Regions from separate parts of the Xenopus laevis genome. Here region 2 is linked to region 1. The links are chromatin contacts, called in public Hi-C maps. All regions are on one chromosome and are shown on one strand. The core of a region is the stretch at or near the end of the contact, and the rest is flanking DNA. Distances in the headings are between cores, read along the strand shown.

The links. Hi-C and Micro-C count contacts between places; a contact is called where the count stands out from the background.
Region 2: a Hi-C map of the XL177 cell line shows a contact between it and region 1, with 3 times the contacts expected there. The contact joins the promoter of mia.L here to the enhancer-like site in region 1. A contact is called at or near these places in 3 of 4 Hi-C or Micro-C datasets (the XL177 cell line, the XTC cell line and animal cap).

Annotation. Positions count from the first base shown.
Region 1 is chr8L:69,882,109-69,884,808 of Xenopus_laevis_v10.1, forward strand. It overlaps prx.L (neuroblast differentiation-associated protein AHNAK), which reads left to right. Exons shown (of 7, transcript XM_018230236.2): 7 at 1-194. LOC108698619 (numb-like protein) reads right to left here. Exons shown (of 10, transcript XM_018230238.2): 10 at 2,636-2,700. Among protein-coding and RNA genes, the nearest start is that of prx.L, 24 kb to the left of the region's middle. Within about 2 kb of position 1,358, at least 1 of the 7 cell types and tissues checked has an H3K27ac peak or open chromatin away from gene starts, as enhancers often do.
Region 2 is chr8L:70,041,289-70,043,988 of Xenopus_laevis_v10.1, forward strand. mia.L (melanoma-derived growth regulatory protein) reads left to right here and starts at 1,315. Exons shown (of 4, transcript XM_018230239.2): 1 at 1,315-1,570; 2 at 1,675-1,808; 3 at 2,642-2,700. The coding sequence starts at 1,330.

The DNA of each region.
Region 1 (2,700 bases), core at 108-2,607:
ATTGTTAGTTATTAAAAATTCAAGCAAGTTTTTCTTTGAAGTGCTCTTTTGAAACAGACATCTCATTGTAAATTACTGACTAACCGCTTTCCTGGATTTATTTTGTTCTTTTTTTTGTAATTTACATTTTGACATAATAATCAGAAATGTAATAAAAATGTTTATTAAACTTTCAAATGAAAATACTACCAGTATGTCAGATGTCTGTCTATTTTATTAAAAAAAAAAACCCTAGAACTGTAGAAAGGATTGTATATAAAAGAATAGAATTTTGCAGTATTTTGGAGATCAGAATGCTCATATATATATAATATCTCGATGGTTTCATGTCATCTGGAGAGCTGGAGTTTACACTACAGTAAAAAAATCACATCAGTTTAAAGGGCTTTTTTATTTTATAGGAAGAAGATGAAAAGGACAGTGGAAAGTATAAATGCTGAATAACAGAAGAGATGTTTAAAGTAAAGTAAAGGGTGGCCATAACCCAATAGATTCTAGACTACTTGACTTTAAGCCTCTTTTTGTGCTCCATCTATTACAGTTTATTGAGTTAATAAGAGATCACATCACATCCCTACTGGGCTTCAGTCTGGACTACTGAGACACTACATAGCACAGCAATTCTTTGACATACAGTAACTACAGGGAAAGAAGATCTGCAGAGGAACCTAGTGAGATAGAAGGCTCCATAAGATTCTTCAATTTCCCACACCTAAACTGCACTTGAAGGTCCCAAACACCCTGTGCAGCATATGACCTCCCTGCAGGTGCAGTGGTGGGAAGGCAGGACCACTTGGTACCTAGTGAACATTCATCCACTGAGACATAATGGTAAGGCCTCCCGCCTGTAAATCAGATCCCATCTTGTAAGATCGTCCCCTTAGTTCGGGAACCGATAATTTAACAGATTAAGCATGTCAATATCTAGAGAGAGGATAAGAGTGAAGAAAGTGATGGCAGAGAGAAGGAGCATTCTTTAATAAATAAATGTCAGGTGTCAGCTTCAAGTCTATCCTGAAAATACATTTTTACTCTATCCTATTCAGTTCAGTAGAGTTAAAGTAGTGGAGTTTAACATGAGAAAATATTTTTAAGTAGCACGACTGTTTTTCTGCAGAATGTATTAATACAAGTTGTAATACCTATTTCTTATGCCTGAAAACTATCAATTCAGTGTCACTTGGCCAGTAAGAAAATATGATTGGGACCAGTGTTATTAATAGGCAAACAAATAGTTGGTACGTATGTTTGTTATTGAATAGGAAGTTTCTCATAATAATTCAAGACCATTGTGGAGGTGAGGCCTATGGATTATGCTGTAGAATGCTACTGACAATTATAATGAAGGAAGGTCTTCTAATCCCATCTAGTGAAGTAGTTCCAGTATTACAGGCTGCTCTCTTACTTGCCATAATTTCCCTTTGCATTCTATGTTTCACAGCACTTGGTGCTAAAATATATAGTATTTAATGCCATAATGTTGTGCCAGTATTCCCATTGTACTCAGGTGTAAGCTGCATCATGCAGAATGCTAAGGTACAAGTCAATCCTGTACCTAACACCAGCTACCTTTGGGGCAAATTTACTATCCTCCGAAAATTCGCCAGCGATGGCTTCGCTCACATCGCAACACTTTGCCAGGCGTAGATTCACCAGGATAATGCTAATTCCCTAAAATCCTAAGTTGTGTCCAGGGCGTTGAACGATGGCGAAGTAGCTCTAGCGTTACTGTGGCAAGCAAAGCAAGGTTGCGCTAGCGTTGCCTAATTTGCATACGGCGGGAAGTTAAAGTTCAATAGACGTATATGTTGCAGCCAATACATTACACTACACAAGCCTGGGAAACCTTAATAAAATAGAGTTGTTGTATTGCCCTACACATGATCCCAGTGTATAGTTTATGTGCCATATGTAAGGAAATGTAGGGGGGAAGCCGAGTACCCCAGAAGTAATTTACGATCTTTTGCAGCCTATCACCCTGAATAATGAAAAGTCGCCAGCGTTTTTTGGGACTTTTCAACTATTTTTTGAGGAAGTCCGATCTACTATTTTGCACTTAGCCTGGTCTAAGGTGGCGAAGGCAAGTCTGGCGCAAGAGGTAACGTTCAGTAAAATCCGCATCTTAGTGAATTTTCGTAGTTACGTCCATTCACCAGAGCTCAACTTCGCCAGGCATAAGGGAGCGAAGTACCGCTTGAGTCTCTCTTTCGATAGCAAAGTTATGCCAGCGACCGTTAGTAAATCAGCGAAGTAACGAAATGACATCATGCTGGTGAATTTTCGCTAGCGTTAGTCACTTTGCCCTTATGTGTGCTAAATTTATGCCAAAAAGTAAATTGAATTAAAGGATGTGTAAAATACATAGGCCTCAGGATTGCCCTGTACAATTATTATTATTACTTTTATAATCTGCTCAATGTTTGCTTTTGGGGGAATTTCTAGGCCACACATTTATATGTTAAAAAATGGTTTACAATAAATTGATCTACAATCCTATCAAATTATTGGACTGAATAATTGTTTATTTGACCGTGGCTAATGCAGACATCCTTCTAAAGGGCTGTAAAGAGTTAACACGTCCCTTGATGTCAGTGAAAGCATTCCTAAGCGTTAAACATATGGGTGCACACACAACCGGGTTCTATATATTTATTTGATTTATTTACCTTTTTTCACAATGTTATTATACAAATACAGGAG
Region 2 (2,700 bases), core at 65-2,564, 160 kb after region 1:
CTGAGCTTAGGGACCGACTCAATATACAGTACACATAGAATATAAATGTCACAATATAAGGCTGATTAGTAATTAATACAGATAATTACTACATGGCAGCACAGAAACCAGTGCAACTAGCATCAGATTTTAATAATCAGCCCTGTAGCATCAGCTTATATTACAGGCCAACTTAATTTTCTGCTTGATAATTTGATGACCCCTAAGCTCAGCTTCTCAACAGCTGCTCAGAGCCCACTAAGCATGTGAGTGTTGCAGACAAGATGGTGACCCCTTGTGACAAGTTTGAAATCCTGGATCATTGCTGCTATTGAGAAGCAGAATCTTTTAGCTGGTGCAATAAGTTCAGTATATAAAATATGGCATTTTTAACCATATGAATTTTTAGGGTTTAGTTCTCCTTGAGGCATAAACTAACTAAACAAGGTGCCCTTGTTGCTGGTATGGGAGTTTAATTATTATGCCTGCTATTAATGAAAAAAATCCTCAAATCTTGGATTTGGCTATGTTAATAATGGACCTGCATATGGCCTGAATACATTCAAAAGCAACAAAGCTTAAAAGAAACAAGACATGGTCATCTGTATTTGCCCTAAAGCATTGGTTCTCAAACTGTATCGCTGACACCCTAGATTGGACCTGGAGCAGTGAGTTGGGAAGCTCTTCCTGAAGGACAATATGTGTAAGATTTGAGGAGAATTCCTATTCACTCTTTTCTAGCATGAGGGTTAAATAGAGCACTTATTTTCTGTCCTGTATATTGTTCGAACTGTGGCTAAATGGCTGATATAGCAATATTTTCATATATCTGAAACCTTATTAAGAGCTAAGGGGGCCCTCCAAGGTTCAACCAAAAGAAAAAAAAAAGCAAGACCTTTTCTCTTTTCCTGTAAACCTTATCCTCTATTACCACCAAAAAGTCCAAATATTATTTAAAAAGCTGATTTCCCTTTTTTTTCATAATACATGCACCTTGGAAACTCAGTTAGAAATTAGTCTTTTCCTGTTAAAGCACATCCTGATCTGAATTCTGGTGGCACATATAAAGAACGTAGTGTTAGCCTTCATATTTACAGGACTTTTTGAACACAAGGGGGTTTGTTCAGGGTGGCTCCAATTTCCCTCCATAAGTAAAGTGTGGAGTAGAGTTTGTGTGTCTTGCTCTAGTAGGTATGTGCAAAGTTGTGCAGGAGGGAGCATAATAAAGTTTTGAAGTCATAACAAAATAAAATAATATCTTATATTGCAGAAAACAGTACGTATTATTTATTCTATCTTACTGCAGTCATTAGCACATTAAATAATACACTGTAAAGAGTGTGACTGTGCATGCCTCTGGTGGATTATAAAAAAGAAGAGCAAGAGGGAACACACAGCAGTTTACTGAGGGCTAGTTTCTTATGTAGTGCTGGCTCAGTTGAGCATTTAGAGTGGTGCCTGAGCAGGAGAACAGTCATGTTTTGGAAGGAAGTGTTGCTTGCTATTTGCCTCCTGTTGGAAATGTCCCTTGGGAGTAGAAGGATGACAAAGCTGGCAGACAAGAAACTGTGTGCAGATGAGGAATGTAGTCGTGAGTATTAAATATCTTCATGTGTTTTGGGCGTAAAGGGACATCTTTTAATGTATAAGACTATTGCTATTTAAAAAGCTGGTTAACTTTTTTGTTGTCCTTAGATCCCGTCTCAATTGCAGTAGCATTGTCTGATTACACCCCTCCAGATTGCCGTTTCATACCCATCAGACAGGGCCAAACCCTGTATATCTTCTCCAAGCTGAAAGGCAGAGGCAGGCTTTTCTGGCTCGGAAGTGTAAGTAATTTGTACCTTTCCTAAAACATGACAACTGCAAATTGTGACACTACCATCTTCTCCTGCAATACTCTGCTGTACCATGAGATATATAAATATACAACACATACTCTGTAGTACAAGTAGTTCCTCCCTCACACACACTTTGCCTATGGTAAACAGATTACACCCCTAATTGTGAAGAATACAAAAACATATATAGTCTATTTTGTTGGTGGACATCAACCTAGTAACCCCTCAGAGGTCAGTCCTTTGCAGTTGCCTTTCTTCTGACAATTATACAATGCAAAATGACATACCAAGATCAATCCTGCACCTGCATGCATAGTATTTTGACCTATTTCTGTTCTGGTATCATAATTCCGAAGGGAAAGAACTTTTCCAGTAATAATTTCACAGGTACACCATTATTATCAATTCCGGCAGACTACAATATGTATAGATAGAACATATATTACTCCAACAGCACCAGCGCCACTTCCCACTTCAGGCACAATACTGAATGTTGCCTAGTATAGCTATGGGAATCTGTTATCCAGAACACGTGGAACCTGGGGTTTTCCAGACCTTTCCGTAATTTGGATCTTCATACCTTAAGTCTAATAGAAAATAACTTGAACATTAAATAAACTCAATAGGATTGTTTTGCCTCACATAAGGATTAATTATATATTAGTTTGGGTCAAGTACAAGGTACTGTTTTAGGAAATAATTTTTAAAAATTTGGATTATTTCAATCTTTCTGGATAAAGGGTTTACAGATAATGTATCCCATACCTGTATACATAATTCAGCCAGAAATTATTTCTTTATCTATCTTCCTGCCTCTGCAGGTGCAAGGAGACTATTATGGAGAACAAGCTGCCAGACTAGGGTATTTCCCAAGTACCAT